2 separate regions of the Sus scrofa genome follow, and region 2 is linked to region 1. A link is a contact called in public Hi-C data. All regions are on one chromosome and are shown on one strand. Each heading gives the region's core, a stretch centred on a gene start, on an enhancer-like site or on the middle of the called end of the contact. The rest is flanking DNA. Distances are from core to core; before and after follow the strand shown.

What was found. Hi-C and Micro-C count contacts between places; a contact is called where the count stands out from the background.
Region 2: a contact with region 1 is called in a Hi-C map of liver, with 6 times the contacts expected there. The contact joins the promoter of RPS3 here to the promoter of C2CD3 in region 1. A contact is called at or near these places in 1 of 5 promoter capture datasets (liver) and 1 of 47 Hi-C or Micro-C datasets (liver).

The regions. Positions count from the first base shown.
Region 1 is chr9:8,508,724-8,516,024 of Sscrofa11.1, reverse strand. It overlaps C2CD3 (C2 domain-containing protein 3), which reads left to right and starts at 3,182. Exons shown (of 34, transcript XM_021062487.1): 1 at 3,182-3,440; 2 at 6,118-6,387. The coding sequence starts at 3,386. PPME1 (protein phosphatase methylesterase 1) reads right to left here and starts at 3,234. Exons shown (of 15, transcript XM_003357190.5): 1 at 2,672-3,234. The coding sequence starts at 3,219.
Region 2 is chr9:9,620,890-9,628,190 of Sscrofa11.1, reverse strand. RPS3 (ribosomal protein S3) reads right to left here and starts at 2,916. Exons shown (of 7, transcript NM_001044601.1): 1 at 2,883-2,916; 2 at 1,603-1,733; 3 at 1,038-1,131; 4 at 517-611. The coding sequence starts at 2,912.

The DNA.
Region 1 (7,301 bases), core at 1,933-4,432:
GGCAAGAGATTATGAAAAACAGTTGAAAGAATAAGTCATATAAGAAGCTGTCAAAGGAAGAGGTCCAACCTGAGAACAAGAGACAGACTGGGGAGGGGAGAAGATGGGAAGATTTAGGGAAAAAAAAAAAAAAAAAGGTAAGTGAGCAGAAGTTAGAAATAAAGAAGGATGATTTGAAATTGGTGGAAATGAGACTTCCGAAAAGACTGAGGAAAGGGGGGCACTGAATCCTTGAGTATTTGTGAAGGAATAAGATACACAACTCAAATTTAAGTATTGTCAATGATAACAACTCTGAATCCAAAACACACAATGAGTCTCAGAGTCAAGTCCTAGTCCCAAATCCTAGTCCTTAGTGGCTCTACTGCTAAGCTTCTAGGGTGCCATAGTGTGAGGAAGATTTGAGTTTCTGGTTTTTCATTATTAAAAGAAAATACCTGCCTCTTAGTTCACCTTACAGCATAGAGAATTCTCCAAGTCTGTTTCCCCAAATATACAGTGAAGTGGTAAGATCACCTCAAAGCTCTCTTCGAACTTTATGATTCTAGTGGAGAGTGTCTATATTATCACTGACATGAGACTTACATGAGGCATGCCTATGTTCCAAGAAAGAAGAAAATAAAAATCCAGGAAAATAAACTACTTGAAGACCACATAAAATTCACCAACATATGCTCTTCTCTTCACGGTACTATAAAGAAGCATTTTTCTAAAGAACTTTACCTTCCAGGATAAGCAATTAACCTAAATTAAAAAGACCAAAGCATCTATTTAATCAGCTTAAGTTACTAATAATCTTCTAATCAGTAGATGTTTTTTCTCTTAGTATTTTATTTTCTCTTCTTCAGTTCATCTTCAGAGAACTTGTTTTGACAAAATGAGAAGCTAAACTCTAATTAAACTTATCTGAAGCATGCATAGTTATTTAAAAACTAACATTTTTATGTACTTTTAGTGAAGAGTGATGGAATACTGAAAGATCAAAGTTTAGTTTAAGACAGCAACCAAGATACGTATCAACAATAAACGTTACATTAATTTTACCCTCCAGGTTAATTTTTCCCAAATAATCTGTTATAGATCAACTTCCAGGTGCTCCATGTTACAGTTCTACCTTACTGTCTATCAAAGCTAAAACAATCTTCATTTTATCTTACATGTAGCCTTCCATCACCTCTTTGTACTGTGCATCCTTCGACCTATCTTCTCCGTCAAAATTTTCTCAATTTTCTACTGTGTCTCATAGGTCTCTACCTCAAAGTTTCCTGGTTTTTCCAATCATTCTAACCACCCCTCTACCTATTTTAATCTATAGGACTCTCCTTTCTCTTTGTTTCTAGGACCTGCTTTCACAGCATTACCTATCTTACCTTCATCTCCTTTTTGATCATTTTTTGTACATAACATCTCTTCAGAATCTAAGGTTTTCTTCTCTAGTCCTGATTCCAAAAATAGCTACCAACCTATCTTTAGAATCCCAAACACATACACTTGACTACCTCAGACCTAAGTATTTTTCCTACCCCTTTTTTCTTTACAGTCACTAGTCTCCAGAATCCTGGTTCTACAAATACTCCGCAAAACCAACTCCCTGTTCAATTACCTCTGTTTCAAATAACTACCTCTCCCATGTTCAACACGTTATACTCTCTCTTCTACACCTTCATACCCCCGAACCTGGCACAAGCCATTCAATAACCTAAAACTCCCAAAGCAAACAGCTCCTCCCAACCCAGTAAAGGAAGGTTTCCCCTAAAACACTTTAAGTGGCTACACTCCATACTCTGTTAATTGAATCTTATCAGACCCAAACATAGCTTCCATCAGATGTATTAGCCCAGAAAAAATCAATTGCCCAAATCGCCCTCTTTATGCATCCTGGACTTAGCTCTGCAGCCCTGCGTTCCCTAAACCCTGTTCCTAGTCATCTCTCCGTCTGTGGAGCCCCTGGTCAGTCTCTAAGGCCCTCAGCCCTCCTCCCCTTATCCCCGCCCGCACATCTCACCCCAACAGTCTTCTGGAGTGTGTTCTCCATCTTTCCTCTGGCCTGTTCTCCACACTTGCGCGGTACCCCTCAAGAGACCCAATCTCTAAGTCGCCCGCTCACTCCCTGAATCTGCCTCTTACACCTCTAGGAACTCTCTCTAGAACCTTCTGCTCCCTGTTTCTCTCGTCTGCTCCAACCCTGCCTCAGGTGTTCTCGCTTTCCGTCGGCTTTTTCTAACACCTAGTGTTCACAGTCTTCTTACGCCTCCTAATATTTCCCTGGTTCTTCTAATTCCCCTCAACTTTTCTCTGTCATTTCCCATTTCTCTCAGCCCTCCCTGGCAGACTTCCCTCCACCTCTGTCACCGCTCATCTCCCTTTTCTCAAACCTCCTCCACCCCTTCTTCTGGGGGTGCCTCATTACCTCTCTTACACGATCCTCTCAGCCTCTTCAATCTTTGCCTCATTCCCCTCCCTCCAATACTATTTGTCCTCCAATTCCATTGACTTGGCGCCTCCCCTAGTCCCCAGATCCACCTCCTACTTCATCTAAACGTCTCCAGGCCGCCGCCAACATCTTCTCCCCTCCTGAGCCCTCCTGGTCGTGCCGCCCTAAACGCGCAGAGACACCATTCTCCAATGGCCGGGGCCTGGCCTCTAGGGAGAAGGGGTATGGGTCACGTACCCCATTCGCATCTTGGCTCCGCTCTGACTGCCCCCGCTGCCGGGGAGAGGCGGGCGAGAGGGCAGACGGCCGAGGTGCATGCTCTTCTCGAGGGCCGACATGAAGGGGAGGCCGCAGGTAGCCGAACTGTAGCCGAAGCTCCGTCCCACGCTAAGAGCGGCCCAACCGGTCACAGCTCGCTCCCCTAGCGACGCCCTGTAGCCTTTGGACAGCACCCAGCTACCGGCAGCACCGCCCACCGGCTCCGTAGACTCCACCCCCTCGCCTTGCGCTTCCACCGGAAGTGCGCAACAGCACTTCACAAAGGGAGCTGGGTAACGGAGTCTCGGACCCCTCAGACCCCAAGCGGAGAACTTCACGATCCCAGACGGAAAGAGAAGTGCTCCTGAAAGCAATGCACCCTGGGCAATGGAGTCCTCAAAGGGAGTATCCCTTTGCGCCTGCGCAGCTGGAGGAGACCGTCTCCAACCCCGCGAAGGTAGTGTAGCAAAGCATTCTGGGTGTTGTAGTCTCCTGGTCTGAAGGAGTATGCCGCCTTTCTTTCTCATGGCTTCCCGGGGACTGTTAGAGAAAGAGTCGCTTCTTCCTGCCTCCCAGGCTGCCCAGCGGCGCCAGTTGCTGGGGAACGCAAGCGCGGTGGGAAGGGATGGCGGGAGGTTACGGCTTGGGTGCTGTGGCCGGATTTGAGTTGATGAAGAGGAGCTCGGGCTCGCCATGAAACAACGGAAAGCCCAGGGGCCTGGGGCCGGCCGCAGCCGCGGGAAGAGAGGTAACGAAAGGTTGAGGGCAGAGTGGTAGGGCGGAGTTAGGGGAGCAGGGTGCCAGACGTTCTAGGCAGACTCCCCGCCACCCCCACCCCTCCCATACGCACAGCCGCCTGTTTTTTAAAAAGGGGTTGGAGAAGGGAGAATAACCAGGGAATCAGAAGATTGAAAAGACAGGGCGTTTGGCTCTCCTGCGAATGGAAAGGAAATAGTGGCCGAAGTAGGAGGCAAAAATGAGTAAATGAAGTGAGGGTTAAAAGGGGACGCTTCTAGAGGAAGGAAAAAAAAAAAAAATTGTAGGAATGTTTTGCTTTTTACTTTTTAAAAATTGAGATTATAATTGACATATAACATTGTTCGTTTCAGCTGTACAATATAACGATTTGTATATATTTCGAAATGAGTTCGTGTCTAGGTAGCATCATCACCAGACATAGTTACAAATATTTTTTTCCTTCTGAGGAGAGCTTTTAAAATCTACCCTTTAGCAACTTTCAAATAGACAATACACTATAATTAACTGTAGTCACTGTGCTGTATTTAAATCCCCATGATTTAGGAGTGTTTTTGATAAAGTCAGACGTGTGTTGGGGATGGGGGTGGGGAGGGTGTAGTTTTGCAGGCCACATGGGACTGGAAAAAAAATAAGTTGTAGAGGAGAGTATAGCAGTGATCCTAATGGGCAGGGGTCATGTTTAATACGTTGCCGAATCCCCAAGAACTAGCACAAAGCTGGACTCAGTAAATGTTAGTTGAATGACTGAAGGTGAGACGATCATAAAGCATCCAGGGCTACAGCTGGGAGTAGCGAAAGGATAGTTGTGAAGGAAAAGGAAGAAAAGCTGGGGAGTGGTGGGGGTTGCCGGGGTTGTGAGGGCATGAAGTTCTCTGAAGGATTTAAGATGAAAGAGTGTGTAGCAAGAGAACCTTATCAGGTTAGCATGCTCAAGGAGAAGCAAGCTCACCAAGAGACCAGGAAAGTGTTAGCTGCAGCAAGAACAGTCACCCTGGGAACCCAGGACAGATCAGGAAACGAAACTGAATCTCTACAGGGCTGCTTCAAAAAACATATTAAAAAACCAAAACAAAAAATCCTGGGTGAGTCTGCCTATTTATATTATAGGCAAAGCAGTATTAGGACTCGTGATAGTGCATTAGGCCATTAGGTTAAGAATGAAAGCTGAAGTTTGGGGATGAATCTTATCCACACTGTGTAACAATAACACAGTTTTGAGGCAATGCCTTTCCTTCTAGGAATGATGGGAGGATATGAAACAGAAGCATGGAACTGTGCAGTGCTCGTGCTCCCTGTGTCAAACCAGTCAAGCATATTTGGTTGCTAGGAGGAAAATCAAAACAGAAATAACATAAGAATGTCCTTCTCACTATATACCATATGCATATACAGTAATGCTCATGTGCATACCTGTGTATAATTTTTATACTGAAACTAGCTATATGGTGAGTCTTTTCCTTACTAAAGAAAGCAGAGAAGGTGTTGGCTTTAGAAATCCAAAGAATTGCTAACATAAATTCCTTATCTGATGCTTTCCAATATATTTTCTTCTGGGGAGGCATGACCACTCCCCAGAAAAAAAAAGGAATAGAAAGGTGTGTGTAATATAAGAATGAGTTCTTTTTTCCTTTTTTTATGGCCACACCTGCAGCATATGTGAGTTCCCAGGCGAGGGGTCAAATTAGAGCTGCAGCTGCCAGCCTCCTCCATAGCCACAGCAATACGAGCTGCATCTGTGACCTAAACTACGCTGCAGCTTGTGGCAGGCCAGACCCTTAACCCACTGAGCAAGGCCAGGGATCGAATTCCATCCTCACGGACACTGCGCTGGTTATTAACCTGTGAGCCACAACCAGAACTCCGGAATGCGTTCTTCAATTTCCTGTGAGTTACGGTTACAAGACACTGTGAATGGAAGGTAATCAGTGTCATGAAAGGAAAGCTTTATAGAAACGTCGTATTAATTGCCTCATTTACATTTTATCCCTCTGAAATCCAATAACTATTATAAAGGCCAATAATTATGAACCCAACACTGTGCTGAAAAATAATGGCAGGATGTGAAGATGATAGTTTCTGCCTGCATTGACTTAGGATGTTGGCAGGAAAAGGCACAGGCAGTTTAAGGTGGTCGTTACTGAAATGCCAAGTTGTATTGTGTAGACTTAACCATTTGAGAGTTGAGGGAAGGGCTTTGTTACTATTTTATGTTTAATGATGGTTTTAAAGTAAGAGAATTAGCTAAAGATTGCATCGTCTTAAAAACTGTGGACACGGCAATGATCCAAAAAACAGTATTTGGAAGAAAAATTTCAACTACTCAAAGATGTCTTAAACCTATATATTGTATCATTGTATTTGTATTTTTCATTTGGTGCCTTTCAGTGAAAGAGGAGTTCGTATTAGCAGGTCTTAAGTTGGTGTGGTCTTTACTTAAAATAACCTGAATCAAAGCCTAAATGCAGACTGTCAAGGTGGGTTAAGTGATCCGATAGGTTATTCTGTGGTCTGGTTTGCTAGTTACTTCTCATATATTAGAATAAAGAGAACAAGCCATTTCTCCATAGAGACTGAAATATTTTTGTGTGTTTTCATTCAAAAAGGAGATTATGTGTTTTCTATATTTAGAATAAATTTTGACTTCATGTTCTTGGATTTCTCCCCAGGTTTGAGTGACATTTCTCCATCTACGAGCCTCCCGCCCCTGGTTGAAGGCCAGCTCCGCTGCTTTCTAAAACTTACTGTTAATAAAGTCATATGGAAGATTGCGAAGCCTCCTGCTTGCGTACTTGTTCGAGTGAGATGGTGGGGAGAAACGTCGGAAGGAACCATCTTTTGTCCCAGGGATGCGTTGCAGACCGAGCCAAAAGCTGTGAGAACAACTACACGTTACGCTATCCGCTGTGGTCCAAAGCAGTTTACCTCCTATCTAACAGGTATAGTGTGCGTCTTATCATTTTACCTGTAGGCCAAATAAGAAGCAAGTGGTTATGTTAGATAAGTATTACTGTGTACCTAGTGTCTGTGGTATTGTTATTTTTTGTTTTGTTTTTTTGGGGATTTTTTTGTCTTTTGGATGCCCCACCTGCGGCATATGAAGGTTCCCAGGCTAGGGGTCGAATCAGAGCTCTAGCTGCCGGCCTACACCACAGCCACAGCAATGCCAGTTCCAAGCCGCATCTGCGACCTACACCACAGCAATGCCGGATCCTTAACCCACTGAGCAAGGCCAGGAATCAAATTTGCATCTTCATGAATACTAGTCAATTCGTTTCCACTGAGCCAACACGGGAACTCCTGTGGCGTTGCTCATTATCGAGGAGTAGAAGAGGTTTTATAGCCACTTGAGAGTGTACTGTGTGCTAGCAATTGATAACACATGTTATTTCTAATCCTGAATAACCCCGCAAGATAGATATTCTCTCTTTTTTATAGACAATGAAACTAAGGTTCAGAGAGGTGAAATTAATACTCTCTAAGGTTACGTAGTTGATAAATGACAAAATTAGATTTAAACCCACTTTCTGACACCAAAACTCATGCACTTATCACCACACCACGCTGCTTCAAGTAATAACTGTAGTCTCTGTTCTGGGGCTTATGTCATGCTCAAGAAAAGAAGGTAGAGATAGAAAGTTTACCGATAATATGAGATAATACATGTTAAATACCAAATGAGTGGTTTAGTGAGTCGGTAAAGAAAGGAGAAGGGAGCTCCTTCTGCAGAGCCAGAATTTCTTCATTTCTCTTCAAAGAAAGCATTCTAAAAGTACTGTATTCTCTATGTGATCAAGCTTTCGCATAAACACATTTTGGATGGCGGAGTAACTTATCAAGTCAATTCAGTTCA
Region 2 (7,301 bases), core at 1,667-4,166, 1.1 Mb before region 1:
GCCAGCTGAAATCTCATCAGTAATCCAGTGCAACTGCTCAAAGAACTGCCAGCTGAAATCTCATCAGTAATCCAGCTCCATGGCCAACCACCTCATGTCCTTCAAAATCCATCAATCCTCACATTACTATCTGTATGTACCTACCAAGACCTGGCTAGATTTTAAGCTCATCAGAGATGGGTCTTACCTATAGCCAGCAGAAAAGAGAACACCACATAAAGGATGTGAACGCTTGCTCGAGAACCCTAATCCCTCTTCTCTGAGTTCAGTATTTATTCTACTCCCAAAGCATACCTCAAATAGTTCTCCATCACAGCAATGACCACTCTAAAAATTTGCCTCTTTACCTGTCTTTCTTGCTAGACTGCTAGGCCAGCCCCATGACTAGCAATAGCTTACTGCTAAAAACTCTCAGGATGTTAGCAGGGTCTGCCATGTAAGTCCGCTTACCGAGTGACAAAATGGCTGATACTCTGATCCACAAGACGCAACCGCTGGAAGTCTCAGGACACTTACCTCCGCACAGCAAGGCCCCCGAGGAGTTTGTATCGCAGAGACTCTGCCTGGGCAATGGCACACAGACCTCTTGTGGCCACTTTTTCTGCATAAAGCTTTAGGAAGGAAAACAGGCATGTTCTTAAACTTGATACAGTCATCACTGTTTTCAACTAAAAATCAGCACATTCTCCATACTAGCATACACCACTGTATGTGTCACCAGAGCACCCAGATACTGAAGCATTTCTAAGGCCCGCATGTACTCAGTGACATATAGACTGAAGCATTTCTCATGCCCTGCCACCACTAGGTCTTTCTAGTCACAAGGAAACCATGAGGCTGCCAACCCCTCATTTGTATCATAATTACACCTATGATGAATGTAAAATCCCGCTATCCTGTTTATTAAGAGAACTTCAAAAAAATGTTCATCTATAACACTCAGCAACCACAAATAACTGTTAAAAGTGATAATGTACCATCCTAATGAGCCATTTCCAGGCCCACAGTAACCTCTGGCATAAACCAGGATCACTCACCTCTACACTGCCCTCAGGGAAGCCAAATCTCTTCTGAACCACAGCAGTCAATTCCCGGATCCTCCGGCCCTTCTCACCAAGAACATTCTGTGTCCTGGGGAAAATAGTGACAATTCACAGCTCTCACAAAATTCCAGATGTTAATTTTATTTTTTGGCAACACCCTAGGCATATGAAAGTTCCTGGGCCAGGGACTGAATCCCAGCCAAAGCTGTAGACCTAAGCCACAGCTGCAGCAACACTGGATCCCTGACCCACTGAGCCAGGCCAGGGACTGAACCAGTGTCTGCAGAGACAAGCCAGATCATTAACCCACTGGACCACAGTGGGAACTCCCCAAATGTAATTTTAAATCTTGCATATATACAGTAGTAAAGTCTTATTCACTGGACACAAGCAAGTATAAATGTTGTATGAGAAAGCTAGAATTAGGATTTTTTTTAAATGCAGTTTAAAAAAAAAAAATCACATATTCTAAGGTTCACTGGTTGTCCCAAGTTTGCAGAATAAACCATCTTAATGCCAACAACAATTATGGGTGACGGCCTGGAACACAAGTTTTTACCTGGTGGCCAAGATAATGATTTCTGTCCTAGTTGGTGTAACTCGAACTTCAACTCCGGAGTACCCATCTTCAGCCAGCTCCCGAGTAAGAAATTCATTCAGTTCAGCTTTGAAGATGCCATCAGCGACAAACTAACCAAAGAAGGAAATTCAAAGTGAGGACATGGGTGCAGGCTCACTTTCCTAGTCCAGTCTTTCAGCCAATGCAACCTTCATTAAAACTCAACACCTCCAACAGAGGACCCATCATCAATCATATTATCTGTGTTCCAGAAGGAACAGAGTAACCCTTCTCAGACAAATGCCTCTAGGTCATCTTTTGGAAGTCACTTTGACCCAGGGCCCTTTGAACTGTGCCACAGAACGCAACACAGAGCAGGGGCTACCTGGTCAAAGAGAACACCTCCAGTCAGACTCGTCATCTTCTCGTCATTGAAGGGTTTAAAAACTGTTATTAGCATGTACCCACGCTAAACAAAAGCAGCTCTAAAACGACCCATTTAGAACTAACTCAGCACAAGTGAGACACTGTTTGCACCCAGGGAGTTAAGCAGCCTCACCTGTAAACACAGTTCGGCTCAGCAGAAGACGCTCAGCCACTTTAATCTTGCCTTAACTGTACCCACGTGTGTTTCGGAAAGCTGGCAAATCCTCACTCACAAAAGCGTGTGGATTGCACTGTAACACCAACGTTATGTACTCACAAAATGACAAAGTGCCTCAAACCGAACGGACTTCACACAGTTCTCTCCCATGGAAAGATCAGTTCAGTTAAACTCGAGGAAGCGTTCTTCTCAGGTCCCCGCCCTCCCTTTCCCCAGAACTTTTCCTTGGCCCCAAGTGGAAAAAATGCCAAAAGCCTTCTCAAAACTGAGGTCTGTGAGGCAGAAGGCTGCACGCAGAAACGATTAATGAGAAGGCAAATATACTGCTACCTCCCTCTCCCGAAGCCCCGCTAAGATGCGGGGAACGGCTCACGGCCTCAAACACCACACGTTTCCTAACGGTACGGACTGACCAAGAAATGCTCACAAGCGCCTTCTCCGGGGCAGGAGGGGCCCCCGGTGCTCATCTCTGCTCTCCGTCCAAACCATCTCCGCCATACTGCGCCGGCCCGGCTCGGGCCTGCGCTCCATCCACCTCCATCCTCGGCCCTCGGGAACCCCACGCGGCCCGCCGCCAGGGGAAGAGGAAGGAGCCGCGGGCCTCGCGACGACCCCCAGAAAAGCTCCTGGCCCGCGCGGCGCCACAGCTCCTGGCATCCGGGCCCCGAGATCTCACCTTCCTCTTCTTGGAAATCTGCACCGCCATCTTGCCGCCGCGCGCAGCCGAAAGAAAAAGAAGGGGCGAGTGGCCGGAAGTGCGTATAAAGAGCGCTGCGCGACGACAAAGAACTGCGCGACGTCGACGTCTGTGGGCGCTCAAGGGAAATGTAGTTTTTACTTCCGGGAGGCGGTAAAAGAGAAGAGTAGCGTGATGGAGACACCTGTAGGCAGAAACGCGAAAGGGAGGAGATCAAGCGAAACGTCAAAACTGTCTGAAAGAAGTGGATGAATTAAAGGGACATACTGTGGACCTGATGTGTCTTGGTGATGGATTGAGGCTGAGGGGAGTTGAGAATGATGTTGCCGGTTTCTGACTTCAGGGCTGGATGTTAGTGACCACCCTCACGGAGGTGAGGAAACCAGGAACAGGCTTTTTTCTCCGTGTGTCATCTCCTTCTGGCACTTCCTCCAGGATTGGGTCTCTCCTAGTTGCTCCCATCACCATAACAGTCATCTCACTGGGTTGGAATGACCTGTTTATATATTTCTTCCACTACTGTAAGCTTAGGATACGGCCTGGTTCAGGCCCAGTGTCAACAAAAGTTTGAATAGCAAACAAATCAATGCATGGATTCTGGTTTTCGAATTGTTCTTGGTACTGTGGTTCAGATGAATTTGCTCACAAGTGCCATATCTTACCCGGGAGGCCCACAAAACCGAGTTGGAGAGACTCAAAGCTGAGGATCAGACCTCGGCAAGTTCTTTGCACCAACGTCACGTCTGGAGTTTTCATGGTGGCTCATCTGCTGTCTCTCCCCAGTGACACAGAGGATGCCTGCCTGGGTATGGTTCTCTGGTCCCAGGAAAAAGCCCATGAAGGAAGCTTTTATCTTTATCATCATAATGCCTTTTATTTTATCTATTTTAAGAGATATTATATTACTCAGAATAACACTGTAAAAATACTAGTATCGGACATTCCCACTGTGGCTCAGGGAAAACAAATCTGACTAGCATCCGTGGGGACACAGTTTTGATCCCTGGCCTCACTCAGTGGATTAAGGATCTGGCGTTGCTCTGAGCTGTGGTGTAGGTCACAGCTGCAGCTCTGATTCGATCCCTCACCTAGGAAACTCCAGGTGCCATGGGTGCAGCCCCAAAAAGCAAAAAAATTAAAATTAAAATACATGCATAAAAACATTTAAAAAGAGAAGCAAATTAAAACAACACAACACTCTTCTGGTTAAGCAAACATTTCAGGACACATGTTTTCAGATTTCCCTCCAGGCAGTGAGATGTCCTGTGGCGAATGGTGTGCACTTTCAGCGTCACACAGATGGGGTCACTGCCGTGCACAGGTGCCATGGAGGATGCTCTGTTCTGCTGGGAGGGTGCCAAGGGAGCAGACAGCTTGGTCAGAGGCAGGGCAGTGGGGAAAATGATGAAGCCAGCTCAATCAGTTTCATGTCTCAGTGCTACTATTTACAAGCTTCAGGCAAGTCACTAAACCTTTTTGTCTCATATTCTTCATCTGGAAAGTGCTCATTAACCTCTGAGGATTTCTGTGATTGAATTAGATGGTGGCTTTAAAGCACTCAGCATAGTGCCCAGCACGTGGAAAGCATCCGTTATATGGGACAGATCATCACTGCTTTTAGTGCAAATAAACACCTTGGCATTTTGGTTTCAATGTTTTTGGTTAGGGTGAGTCATCTTGCCATCACTAACACGTGGGCCCACACCTCTGCTTTTTGCAGAAGCCGCTACACACCAGCACCTTCCATTCTCACACATGCTGGGCACTATCTGCTGTGGGTAGAAGGATGATACCGCAATAATGCTTAAGGCAGAGAAATCAAAAGAAAGAGGTGGGGAAAACTGAGTCAGAGACCAGACACTGGAAGAAGAAAGACTTGGCCAAGGGAGAGAAAAAGACCAGGGAGATCTCCACTCATCAAGCTTTTTCCAAGGGTGTAAGATCAGCATCTGGTTTGGAGAGGTGGGGGCCAAGGACAGCTGTATCAGGGACCTGCCCGGGGCCATTACGGGCTAGGAGGGAGAGGGCAGGGGCTGGGCAGGCAGGTCAAAATGACCAGCTGAACCTTTCCTGGGCGTGGATGGAGGAGGCGGGTTACCAAGCCCAGCTCAAGGAGAGGGACACAGCTGGAATACCAGAGACAGTAAGTTTGTCCAATTGATTTTATCTGGGCTTTTGTTTGGTTGGTTGGTTGGTTGGATTTTTTTGTTTTTTGGTTGTGCCCATGGTATGTATTGGTTTCCGGGCCAGTGATCGAACCCATGCCGCAGCAATGACTGGAGCCACTGTAGTGACAATACCAGATCCTCAACCCCCTGCACCACAGGTGGGTGGCCAGTTGATTTTTTTGTTTGGTTTGGTTTGGTCTTTCTAGGGCCGCACCGGGGCATATGGAAGTTCCCTGCCAGGGGTCCAATCTGAGCTGAAGCCTAACTGCCTAGGCTACAGCCAGGGCAACCGCCAGATCTGCGCGGTGTCTGCGACCTATACCACAGCTCACCGCAACGCCAGATTCTTAACCCACTGAGCGAGGCCACGGATCGAGCCCATATCTTCAGGGATACTAGTAAGGTTTCTTACTGCTGAGCCACGACGGGAACTCCGCAGTTAATTTTTGAACTTGGAAATTCCGCCTTTCCTAAACCAGCTTTCCAAATGCTCTGCTACCTCGCCCTCTGGCGGCCACAACTGGCAACTACAGCGCGTTGGTCCCCCCTCCTTCCCAGAAAGGGGCGGGGCTGCAGTTCTCCCCAGTAGACACGCTGCCCACCCCTTCGACTGGTCCGCTAGCCAAGGGGGCATCTTTGGCTGACCTCATTCAAGGGGCTGAAAATGTGGACCAACACAGAGCTGGGGAGGTGGACGCCCTCCACAGAAACAAGAGGCAGGAGGCTGGCTTCCCAGGATTTGACTAGTGGACTCCACGACCTCAGGACTGACTCCACTGAGGGGACCAAAGAACAAGAACAAATGGTAACAAGCCAGGGCTACCAACTGCCTGGCTTCCAGAGCCAGGCTAGGGCGCTGGTTAGCGAGGAGACGAAGGGAGAGGCCAGGAGCCCGTGGCTGGCATGCAGCCAACACTAGAATAGAATCGGGGCTGGCCTCTTACTTAGCAAGGAGTGCTTTGGGCTTTTGCAGGGAAAAACCATTAGAACCATCTGATCTACGGAGTTCCTGTCCTGGCGCAGTGGCAACGAATCCAACGAGGAACCCTGAGGTTGCAGGTTCGCTCCCTGGCCTCCCTGCTCAGTGGGTTAAGGATCCGGCGTTGCCTTGAGCTGTGGTGTAGGGCGCAGATGTGGCTTGGATCTGAACGTTGCTGTGGCTGTGGTGTAGGCCAGCCTGGGAACCTCCAGATGCCACGAGTGCGGCCCTAAAAGAGACAAAAAAAAAAAAAAAAAAAAAAAAAGAGCCACCTAATCTAGTTCTCCAGACCCTAATTCCACAGGCACGGAAGGCATTCTGGCTCCTTTGCTTAGACTTGTGAGAGGCGATGGCTGTGTCGGCCTCGTGAGTGTTACAGGCCTCCACACAGTCAGCAAGCTCTGGGGAGGATCCCGAGCAGTGGAACTAGCCTCCACCACCCGGTGGAAATGTAAACTAGCACAGCTGCTTTGGAAATTTGGTATCCTTGAGGAATGTCGGTTGCATGTCCCTAAACCCTAGCAATCCCACTCCTGGGGATACAGCCCAGAGCCCTAGTCTTCAAAGTTTTTGTGCTCACATCCTCCCTACAAGAATTTGAAGGGTGCAGTTTTCCTGTGTACATTCTAAGTTATGTAGAACTTTAACATATGTAGGAATTTTCTCCGTAAGTTTAAACAAACTTGAACAGAGGATAATTTCCAGTATCATTATAATGCCAACTCTTTAAAATAAAGCAGTCACTCTTTTAAATGCATCCATGGGAATATGAATGCCACCGTGATTTGATCTCCACAATTATCTTTAAAAAAATAAACAAGTTTTTCCTGAACAGTTGCACATCATGCATTGTTTCATTTTCTCCTTGAACTTACTATTTCCATTCCACACAGCCCCTGGGAATGTCTCCATGTACCCTGGAAAATCCAGAGTTCCCTGTGGGGTGGACCCATGACCTCTTCCCCATCCACTCTCCTTGCCCTGGTTGGCTGAGTTGAGTTGGGTCTGGCTCAGCGGGGTGATTTTCCAGGATGATCCTGAACCAGCCCATGTTTTCCTAGCTCAGTGACCCATTGATACTTAGTTCCTTTCCGTGACGGCTTGTTTGCTCATCAGGAAGAGTCGGCCTTGTGTAGAGCACAGGGAACGCTACTCAATGCTATAAGGAAAAAGAATCTGGAAAAGAATACATATGTATGTACATATATATATACACACACACACACGTATAAAACTGAATCATTTTGCTGT